Linked DNA regions of Mus musculus: regions 2 and 3 are each linked to region 1. The links are chromatin contacts, called in public HiChIP or PLAC-seq and promoter capture Hi-C maps. All regions are on one chromosome and are shown on one strand. The core of a region is the stretch at or near the end of the contact, and the rest is flanking DNA. Distances in the headings are between cores, read along the strand shown.

Region 1 (3,605 bases), core at 554-3,053:
GTCTCTTGCCTAGACACCAATGAATCACCTTTAGGAATCTGGCTAAGAGTATCCATTTCCCCAATAATTAATTAAATAAAAGAAGGACAGGGGAGAGTTGCTCTTTTTATCCTATTTTGCCCTGCCATTCTTTCTTTGATGACTAGAGCCAGCCCAGAGTTGTCTCATATGGGCAGAAGGAAAGGAAAAGATCTGGTTTTCTAACCAAGTCCTTCCTTGCCTAACCTGCAAACCTCAGGATGTGGGGTGTGGGCAGATCAGATGGATTTTTTTTCTTGATACAAAAACCTACAAATGTATATGTTTATCAAGCACTATGTGAATGTGCCTGGTGTGCATATGTATGTACAGGTCTGTAAGTCAGAGTGGCCACTTCCAGAAATGAGTATGGGTAGTGTAAAATGAACTAGCACTTGGTGTGTCTCTTTATCCCGGGATAAAGAGACATACATACATACATACAGTACATACAGTGTGTGTGTGTGTGTGTGTGTGTGTGTGTGTGTGTGTGTGTGTTTGGAGTGTGCTCCAAGGTGGCCTCACATACTGTAGAGGAAGAAGACAGGGGGAAAAATCATTCTTATTCATCTTCATGAGCACAATAGCCCACACGCACACATTGTTCTTATGCTTTCTTCTCTTTTCTCTCTGAATTAAGCCCACATAACTGCAAACACCATGGCCAGAGAAGGGTGTTGGTTATTTTTTTTCCATTAGAATTAACTTGAATTTGTCCAGTCTTGGGCATGGGGATGCTGCCCCCGCCCAGAAAGTGTGGGTAAATATTTAAAGAGTGTCTGTTGACAGTTCCCTTCCACATCCTGGCCTGGGCAGCCTGCCTGGAGAAGGGCTTGTGTGTGCAGGGAATCCTGAGGGCCCCTCTAGGTTGAGCTGGCATTTCCTAAGGGATGGTGGTTTATGAGAACCAGTAAGAGGTCTACTCTTTTGCACCCTTCAGTCCAGCTGTAATCTCCAAAAATGAAATCTCTTGAGTTGGGCTAGACAGAAACCTGGGCACACAAACTATTCCTTTGAGTCCCCATAAACAGCTTTGCTCTCAGGTTCTCCCAGCCAAGCCTATTGGGGTTCCCTACTCCTTGGAGAGGTTGCTTTCTATAGGTCATGCTGAGGCATATAGAGTGCCCCCCAAGAGCAGTCAAGAGACAAGAGTCCCCAGGATATAAAAATGACAGAGCAGCTCCAGACCTTGAAGAGAGACCAGAGGCTGGAGATTGTGCAGGCTGAAGGGTTTGGGGTACATGATCACCATGCTGGGCTTCTCAGAGTCCTCAGACTTAAGGAACCTCAGAGAACTCATCTTTTGGATTGCAGGCTCAGCCCTGACTTACTAACTCTCACCTCCTGGGGGTCCTCTACCTGTTGAGGTAACCTGAGTTGACCTGATGGCTCAGGTATCTCTCAAAAAGGAAAGAAAAGGGGGAACACCTTCAAACTAGAGTGCACACCTTGGAAAAGCTGGCCTTGTCCATTAGCTAGGGCTGGCTCACCACCCCCTACACACACCACACCCCCATTCCTCGCCTCTCCTCCCTCCCTCTCCTCCAGGTCCCCCCCCCCAGCCCTGAACCCCCTCTCCCCCAGTCTCTCTCTCTCTCTCTCTCTCTCTCTCTCTCTCTCTCTCTCCCTCTCCCTCTCCCTCTCTCTCTCTCTCTCTCTCTCTCTCTCTCTCTCTCTTGCTCGCTCGCTCGCTCGCTCGCTCGCCTGTCTTCATGTCGTGGATTGATGAACGCGAATCGCGTGTAAGCGCCGCCACCGCCGGGAGTCTGAGGAATTCGCCTGGGCTGTTAGAGGAAAGAGCTAAGTGAGAGCGCGCGCTCTACCTACCGACAGTGAGCAGAGAGCTGCAGCCGCCCGAGCCCGCAGCCGGCACCGCGCCCCCACCTGCCCAGCCCCCAGCCCAGCAGTCCAGCCCGGGGGAGCCGGCCAGCTTGGGGTTCGGTCCCGGGGGGAGGGGAGTTTCGGGGATACCCGGCGGGGGAGCGTGATCCAAGGGGAGGGGGCCGCGGGTTTTCATGTACCCAGCATGAGCTCCTACTTCGTCAACCCCCTGTTTTCCAAATACAAAGGCGGCGAGTCCCTGGAACCGGCCTATTACGACTGCCGGTTCCCTCAGAGCGTGGGCAGAAGCCATGCGCTGGTGTACGGGCCCGGCGGCTCCGCGCCCGGTTTCCAGCACGCCTCGCACCACGTCCAAGACTTCTTCCACCACGGCACCTCCGGCATCTCCAACTCGGGCTACCAGCAGAACCCATGCTCGCTGAGCTGCCACGGAGACGCCTCCAAATTCTATGGCTACGAGGCGCTCCCCAGACAGTCCCTTTATGGGGCTCAGCAAGAGGCGAGCGTGGTGCAATATCCCGACTGTAAATCCTCCGCCAACACTAACAGTAGCGAAGGACAAGGCCACTTAAATCAGAACTCGTCTCCCAGCCTCATGTTTCCATGGATGAGACCCCACGGTGAGAAGCCTTTTCTCTTTCCCCCTTGGTCTCCCGCGCTCCGGGGTCTTCCCCCCTCCCTCGCCTCCTTTTTGTCTGCCCTAGCTCGCTTTCCTTCCTGGCTTTGGGGGTCTCTCCCACTCCACTCCCGTGCCTGGGTGGGTTCCTGGGAGATTGAAAGGCTTGGCTGGGGGTGGAGCGTGGGGTGCCTGAGACATTGTGCTTGTTGGGGTGAAGGTGGGGGAAAGGTGACTTGTGGGTGCAAAGGGTTAAAAATCGTTTTCTCTATTCCTTCTGTCTCTCCTTCTTCCCATCTGTAAAGCCAAAGTTGGGGAGATGGCTGGCAAGGACACCCTAAGTAAACTGAGGTTATCAGTCTTTGGGGTTGGTAGCCAGTTTTCCCAAAGACATTTCCCAACGCCAGCCATCCCAAGACAGTGACCAGACTGTTGGGTGAAAAGGAGACCCTTTGCTATCTCCCCCTAGTCAGGGAGAGGGGCAAGACCTCCCCTCTCCCAAGGACAAGCATTCTGCCTCTCTAGGATTGTCACTTCTTCCCCTCAGAGAAGCAGCCTGAAGGCCACTACCCCAACTTTTCTGTACTTCCTCCAATTGAAGAGAAGACTGAAAGCCCGAGAAGAGGAAAATGATTGCTCAAAAGGAGAGAGGGGTCATACCAAGTAGGGGCCTCTGAGATCCAGGGTACTCGAGTCAGGCTACCCGCCAATCAAGAACTATGGAGTCTCTTGGAAAGCTGTTTAGGTCATGAGCCCCTCCAAGGGTGGCCCTTCATGGCCCAATTTCGAAGTACAGGGGGAAGAGATAACGACAAGTTCCGGCAGGGATGGCCCTTGATTTATTTTTGGTCTCCAGTTAGCAATCAGGCAGAGCAGTGATACATTCCAGAAGATCAATTATTTTTCTTATTGGAAAAGCATTAGTCAGAGATCGGCAAGGAGGGGGCAATTGGCACAGCCCCCTCTCCTTTAACCCCAGCCCTTTTCCTTTCTTTTGGAAACAGATTATTTCCCTAGGCCGCCTCACTAAATGCCATTCTGCACTTGTAAACAAAGCTGCAAGGGCTAAGCTGTAGGCCTGAGGGACCCTGATGGCTTCCTTGTCCACCTCAAGCCCTTACTTTTCAGA
Region 2 (3,664 bases), core at 233-2,732, 350 kb after region 1:
CAAACAAGGCTTAGCCTGGCCTACTCTGGGCAAGCAGGCTATAGCCGCTACAGCTGGCCCAGGATACAGCTAGAGTACAGGAACACAACGGTAGGCAGAATGTGGAGCCTGTGTGTTAGGGTCCTGAGTCTAAACTGTGTTGAGGTGTCTCCCGGAATTAGAAGGCAGACCACCTACTAGAGACAGCCTTGGGGCAGAGGGATTTAAATAGCTATGATGGTTGGCCAGCTGGAGGGAAGCAAGGCATAAAAGTCGTGAGAGAGGCTGAGACCACACAACAGCTAGATGGAGGAAGGACGCAAGAGTGGAGAAATGGGCTAGGAAAGATACACAGTCACTGGAAAGAAGAGAACACAGGCAGAGAGTCTTGGGAGAGGGATGAGGACACGGGATATAGTTCAGCATAAGCACAGAGCCAGGTGTCCTCAGTGGGGGCAGGGAGACCACAGGTGTCTGAGAGTGGTAGGGGGCTTCACAATAAACAGGGCCCTGGAACCGGCCTAGCCAGGGTGGAGGTCAGAGGTCAGAGCAGGCCCTGCACTGCTGTGGCAGCAGGGTTGAGGGCAGGGGCTGCTGCGGAGTCCGGAGTACAGCTAGGCCCTCTCCTCCCCCATCCCTGGGGCTCCCTTCCCGATGTAGGTCATGAAGATGGGGTGGCCAAGGCTGAACGGGCTGGCTGTCAGAGCCCAGCGGGACTTCCCTTCCCCCCACTCTGACTTTCCTTCTCTCCTTGGTCTCCTGTAGCCCCCGACCCACGGCTGGGGTGGAAGGGAAGAAGGAGGAGAAGAAGAAGGGCCCAGGCAGCCGGCGCAGGGAGAGAGGGGCAGGTCCCGGCGTGTCGGGGCAGGATGGCTGCGGAGACAGGATCTAAGCCGCAAGAGCCCGGGATGGACAGTTTCCCACCCGCTCTTCTACCCAGCCCCCTTATCTTCACCCGTCAGGTTCCCACCTCCCACCACACTCACCTCGAAGCTACACCCAGCATCTTCTTCCTCCGCCCCCCACTTCCTCCTTTCCCTCTTATCCTGGGCCCAGAAGGCTGTCGGAGTGGCTAAGCCAAGGGTGGGGGAAGGCGCTGGAGGTGACGGGTCAGAACCTTTACTCCAACTCTACCAGGCCAGGACCAGCCCCCTCCCACAGTCTCTCCTGCACTGTCTTATAATATTCATGAGCCTCATGAATACGCAATGTTCTCATTATGGGGCGGGGGTCTCGCTCTCTCGGCCTTCCTTTTGCCCCTCCCTATGTTACCAGGAGAAACCGCAGCTAGGGGAAGAGAGGAAGAGGGGACCCCAGATGTGCAGCCAGATGAGGGGGGAGGGGGAATGAGTGGCAGACCGGCGGCCGCAGTCACCGCGGTGCCGAGGTGAGGGAGGGTGGGGGTTGGTGACCCAGTGAGAAGGAACCAGGGACCCGGATCCCAGAGTCGTGGAGACCACTCACCGAGGATCATGCTGGGGACCCTGGCTCCCGGGGTTCCGCGTCGTTCTGTCCCGGGGGCCGTTCTGGTCGGACTCGGGGTACAGGGGGGAGGAGTCGGGGAGGAGCAGGGGCGGGCCGAGGCGGAGCGGGGGCGGGGCCCACAGCAGGTGAAGACCGGAGGGGGCACCCTGGCACCCCGGGCTCCGCGAGGGGGCGTCCTGGCAGCCTCCCGCTTCCTCCAGCCTTTCAGTTACCGCCCCCAATCTCTGGGTTTTAGGATGTCGCTTTAGCTGGGGCTGGGGAACAAGATGGTGTGAGGTTATTGAGGAGGCTGGGAACTAAAATGCCTGGGTTCCTGAGTGGCTCAGTCTGAGGGCGGGAAGACTCATTCTCAGCTGATAGAGGGACAGGATCCTAAGTGATCTGGGGAGGAACAGAGCCCGGGTTGAGTGGGATAGTGATGCCCCTCTAGAGCAATGGGCTGGGTGGGCCCTGGAGGTGCAGGGAGGATGCCTGGGTCCTACTTTGTTCCGCTTCGGAGCAGGATGTCGAGACTGACTATCAGAGGTGAGTCGTGGTTCTGAAGATGGATTCGAGGTTTATCTGACAGTGTTCTTAGGGGAAGCTAAGTGAACAGATTGCATTCAGTGGTCCTGAGGAGGCAGAAATTAGAAGCTTGCAGTGGTGATTGCTAGGCTATTTAGAAGATGACAGAAGGTCAGAATCAGCGAGGTTCAACCTTATAGAGATGTCCTGGACTGAGCTGGGGAGGAGGGGCATTTATCCCGGGGTTAAATGCAGGACACCTTACCAAGAAGAGCTTTGATTCAGGTGGCAGGGGTGTAAGAAGGCTGGGGAGACGTTTGAGAATGGGATGTTCCTAAGGCAAACAGGAGGAAGCTGGAGTGTGAGAGTCGGATAGGTATCTAGGGAAGATGCAGCTGCTACAGCCTGAACCTGTCTGTACCTGCCACAAGAGGGAGGGCAGCAGGCAGAGTTCCCAGAAGGCCAAGCAGCCAGCTTTAGGCCAACCCAGCCAGAGGGAGAGGGGGTGAGACTGGGAATTGGAACACTCATGGTTTAGGGAGGGTGGAGGCAAGAGTGAAAAGCGGGGTCATGAGTGATAGGATTGGATTCAGAAACTTTGAGGAAAGGAGGGCATTTCCAGCTTCTGGCGGGAAGTTGGGGCTTGATTGCTAACTCAGGTGCAGGAATTTTAGATTTGTTCCTACTGTGAGCCTCAGCAATGTCTGCCTTCCATCTGTGAAAAGCTGTTTGCAATTGCCAAGATACTCCAGCTCAAGGCTAGGTGAAAGATGGGTGCCGGCACCCTAGTCTTTGAGTCCTGTGATCCTGCTTTGAGGAAAGATGTGGGATCTCTGGGTCCACGAGAGGCCATCTTCTCGCTTTGAATCTAACTTGCTGGAATCCTCCTGCACTTCTATAACAGAAAGCCTGCTTCCTAGGTTTAGCCCCTCCTCTCCTTTTCCAGGTTTCTCCCCTGGGGAGGAGACATACTAAAACGAGGGCCAGCACTGGGCTTGGCTGATTCGAGAGCCCCCTCCTTGCCCTTCAGGCCCACCTGCCCACACTGTCTTTCCAGGGTCTCCCGAGTTAGGTGGAACTCAGATGAGGGATTGCTTAGCTTACTATGGGAGGCAGCTGGCTAGAGGGTGCGGTGACCTTGCAGGCAGCTGGGGGGTTGGGGGAGCATTGTGTGGGGCAGATTCATTATTGATGAGCCCCTGCACCCCAGGCTACTAATGAGTCCAGGCCGGCTGCCCTAATTGATGTCAAGAAACTTGAGACCCCCAGATCATCTTCCCGCTTGCCAGCTGCCTCTCCTGAGCCCCTTCCCCCTCTGACATCTCCAGTCGCTCTGCTTCCGTTTACTTCTTCACTTCTCTCTTCCATTTCCACCAACTCAGGCAAGCAAGGAGAAGGTTCGGGCGGCTGATCTCCACAGACAGACTCCATTCTCCTCTGGGTTGCTCAGGCCTCGGAGTGGGAGACACATCCTATCTGCAGGGCAGGTAGGGTGGTTGAGGAGAGGCAGCTCAGTTCAGAGACGACAGACATAGAAGAATCCAAGAAGTAAGCTCAGGGATGGTACTAGATCACACCCATGGCTTGCCTGAGCCCAAGGAATTCCTTAATTAGAGGGAGATCTCCTCACTCTCTCTAGAAGCAAAGGTACTTAACCGTATATTGACATACCCAGACACCAGCCCTAAGCCCCAGC
Region 3 (3,448 bases), core at 844-3,343, 380 kb after region 1:
GTGCAAAGTCCAACAGATATTTTAAAAGAGAACTGACAGTTTTGTGTGGGGAAGAGTGACACCCTGATGGGGGAAAAGACCCTATACCCCCTCCATCCTCTCTGCTCCATTAGGGTTGTGGTAAGAAATTTGGGGGACCCTGGCAGAGGCTCCGGGACAGGGTGATGAAATGAGGTTTGGGCAAGAGGCCAGGGTGCGGGGTGGGGGTTGGGTGGGGACCTTGAAAAGCTCAAATTCAACGGCTGTGGCCTAGTTATCTTTCTGTTTTTCCATCCCTAAGTCCCTCAGATAAAGTTAAAAAAACTGTCCCTTCCCCAACCAAATTAGCTAGAGTTAATCCCACCCCCAGCCCCCTAATTAAATAACAGCTAAAATCAGATGACTTCTGACAAAGGTCCAATCAAGCCCTAAGATCCCAGGGTCGGTGTAGGTGCTGCCATGGGCAGAGAGAGGCTCAGAGCTAGTAGGTGGAGAAACACCTACTGCTGTCATCAAAGGGGTTCAGGAATATGGCATCTGGGGTCCCTTAGCCCAGCAGTTGGGACCGTCACTTTTCTCTTACTTCCAGACCTCCTCTCCTTATTTAAACAAACACGTTTGTTTCAATGTGGCCTCTAATTTTCCCAAGCCTCTGGGCACCAGTCTAGGTCTGCTTACTACCCGGAAATAAGGATTCTCCATAGAGATTTTCAGGAACCTTCGTTCTGATGCTCTTGGGCCCAGAGAGCCTATATCTTTCTCAGCTTCCGACCCTAGTCCCAGAAGTCTGAGTTCTACTACAGCCGACAAGCTACAGGAAATCAGCTTTTCTCTTCCTCCCAAGAGCTAGAGCAAGAGGGAAACCGCCCACCCCCCTTCAGGCGCGCGCACTCACACCCCTCCCGACACATCCGTGCACCGCCCTGGATTGATCCGGCCACTAGCCCTAGTACCCCCAGTGCCAGGGTTCTGGGATTCTCCCCAAGTTCTTGGATCTCTTCGCCTGAAGAGACTGGGGGTGGGAGGCAATTCAGGAGAATGAGGAGAAAGGGGAGGGAGCCTTCGTCTTCCTCCCGGGTCTTTCCCGAGTCTGAGTTGATGGGGGAGGGGAGGATGAGACTGGCCCCCACATAACCTTCCGACCCTCTCAGTCTGTCTTTCCTCTTACGGCACACGCTTACCCAGCTCCAACCCTCTCAATAGCCCCACCGAGGATCTCGAGGTTCTTCCACTGCCTCCTAAGGCCCTGCCCGGCCTCCGCACCCCCCTCGACTCCCACCCGCCACAGGTCTCCCGCAGCCCACAGATCGCCAGAGACCCTAAGCTTTCTGCGCCCTCTCCTCCCGGTTGGCCCTTAGACCCTGCCTGTACTTCTCCAGCTTCTAGATTCGGGTCCTCTCCTCATGCCACACAAGTTTCGACACCGATCTCACACTCCACGTCGGCCACGGTCCCTCCCTGCTGCAGCGCGGGCCCCCAATTCTAGCTTGGGCCCCCAACTCAAGTCTTGGTCTTTCCAAACTCCGCCCTCCAACTCAAGTCCTGGTCGCTTCCAGTCCTCGGCGCGCCCCCAGTTTCCAGGTGGCCCCCTGCCCGCTTCCCGCCGCCAACCTCGCCACTCACCCGTCCCTTCCCGGCCGGTAAAACTCCACGGAGAAGCCAAAAAGGGAGCCGGGGGGCCCGGAGAGCACCGCCGGGGCCTCCGCGTCTAGGTTGAAGCCCCCAACCTGGAGTGGTGGCGGCCACAGTAGCAGCAGCAGAGGCAGCAGCGGCGGTAGGCGTCGGGGCCCCCAGCGCAGCAGCACCGCGTGGAGAGGAGATCGAGGCGACCGTGGCGTCCAGCTCCCCATAGTGCCCGCTCTTCCCTGTCCTGGGGCCACCGACCCGGAGCCGCTTCCTAAACCTCCCAGAGGCGAATGACTCAACGCGGGGAGGAGTTTGCCAAACTCCCGGCTGGGCCCTCCCCCCGGCCGCCGGGCCGGCTGGCGGGGGGGCATTCCTGGGTCCCGGGGACGCCGAGGCCGCGCCCCGCACCCGAAGGGGCGTGGGGGGCCGCACCTCTGAACCCTGGCTCCGGCCCCAGCTGGAGGCCGGTGGTCTGGCCTGGCTCAGACTGGGCGGGCTTGGGTTCTTCGCCCTCCTCTCCGCTTCCCCCTCCTCCCTCCCCCTCCTTTCCAGATGTACAACGTAAACGCTCGGAAAAGTAGTCGGAAAAGGGAGCAGAAAATTTCCTAATGAGGAAAGGAATCACCTCTGGGGGGCGGAGGGAGCCTGAATATTGTGTGTGTGTGTCTCCCTCATTTCTTCAGGAAAAAAACTTTGGGGTCGAGAGACAGGGGACTCCTCTGGCGTCCGGCCAACAGGGATTCCCCTTGCCTTCCGGGGCCACTGGGTGCCTGGGTTCTGGCCAGCTAGATTGGGACTCTGCAGCCCAGTCACTGAACGCTCCCCAGACAGCCTCCTGGGGTAGCTTCGTTGGCCTCGGGAATTCCGCGGCTGCCCCTCCCCAAGCTGATAGAGTGGAAAGCATAGGACTTTTGGGGTCTCTGACACAGGAGCATTGGGCTTTATTTGCTAACGTTGGGTTTGGAAGTCTCTGTTCTGGCCCTTTCTTGGATTTGATACCTGACCAAGTGGCCAACCTCTCAATTCAGTTCCTTCATCAGATTGCCTGATTTCCTGGATAAGCCCCAGAAAGATAAGTGATGGGTAGCAGTTGTGATGGTGGTGGTGGGGAGTCTTCAAAGGGAACCAACTTTCAGCTTCTGTTGGCCATCTGAAACCCAAGACACTTGCATTATTTGTGTAAGTAGAGGAAGGGGTGGTAGTAAGTGAAGGTACCTTGTTAGCCCCTAGCTCAGGCTGTGTGTGATGAGATCACCTTTCAGGATTCTGGTCTTTATCTTAGTCTGGGGGGAGGGGAGAGAGGCCTACAGTCTCCCCTAATCCCCTTTGCTTTCTACTCCCTTCTCAGCCTTTTTCCTCCAGGACTTCTCCCCTTTCAGAATAAGGCCCACAGAGTAAAATCCTGCCCTCTTCTTGCCCTTCTCTTTTGACCCGTTGTGGCCTGAGGGGATGCTGAATAAAAATCCCAGAGTCATTTTTTTTTTTTTCCTGCTGCATGCTTCCTCTCATCTGTTACTCTTACTCTGCTTTCTGTCCTCAGTCACCCAGCTAGATCTTCAAAAGCAGATCTCCAGGGCCAATTGCAGCCCCAGAGAGAGGCCAGCTGAACAGACTACAGCCTAACCCTGGCTCCATTCCACTTTCACATCTGCAGGTCCTGACCCTTCGTCAGGTGGGAAACATAAGGAATCTGTGGGTCAGGATCTGAGGCAAGCAGTACCCAAAGTCAACCTCTGGTGTGATTGGCCAGGGGGGGAACCCAGGTGAAGAGGAGAATGGACTTTTATTTACTGTTTATAGACATTCATGTGAGGCTTGGGTCCCACATGTGTGAATCCAGCCC

What was found. Promoter capture Hi-C pulls out the DNA fragments that hold promoters and counts their contacts. HiChIP or PLAC-seq counts read pairs in DNA pulled down with a chosen protein or histone mark.
Region 2: a contact with region 1 is called in an H3K4me3 HiChIP or PLAC-seq map of neural tube, with 4 times the contacts expected there. The contact joins the promoter of Zfp385a here to the promoter of Hoxc8 in region 1. A contact is called at or near these places in 17 of 39 promoter capture datasets (the C10 cell line, the HPC-7 cell line, HPC-7-derived erythroid cells and 11 more), 1 of 15 datasets of contacts at CTCF or cohesin (large pre-B cells), 18 of 484 Hi-C or Micro-C datasets (the 3T3-L1 cell line, the AML12 cell line, ECoMG myeloid progenitors and 11 more), 10 of 115 datasets of contacts at active chromatin or transcription factors (craniofacial prominence, embryonic basal ganglia, embryonic forebrain and 7 more) and 3 of 9 other capture datasets (adipose tissue, embryonic stem cells and pancreatic islet).
Region 3: a promoter capture Hi-C map of embryonic stem cells shows a contact between it and region 1, with 12 read pairs. The contact joins the promoter of Itga5 here to the promoter of Hoxc8 in region 1. A contact is called at or near these places in 7 of 39 promoter capture datasets (cranial neural crest, embryonic stem cells, frontonasal cranial neural crest and 3 more), 6 of 115 datasets of contacts at active chromatin or transcription factors (acute myeloid leukemia, embryonic limb bud, embryonic stem cells and 2 more) and 1 of 9 other capture datasets (pancreatic islet).

The regions. Positions count from the first base shown.
Region 1 is chr15:102,988,736-102,992,340 of GRCm38.p6, forward strand. It overlaps Hoxc8 (homeobox C8), which reads left to right and starts at 1,804. Exons shown (of 2, transcript NM_010466.2): 1 at 1,804-2,480. The coding sequence starts at 2,045.
Region 2 is chr15:103,338,604-103,342,267 of GRCm38.p6, forward strand. Zfp385a (zinc finger protein 385A) reads right to left here and starts at 1,483. Exons shown (of 8, transcript NM_013866.2): 1 at 1,444-1,483. The coding sequence starts at 1,453.
Region 3 is chr15:103,364,698-103,368,145 of GRCm38.p6, forward strand. Itga5 (integrin alpha 5 (fibronectin receptor alpha)) reads right to left here and starts at 2,094. Exons shown (of 30, transcript NM_010577.4): 1 at 1,603-2,094. The coding sequence starts at 1,829.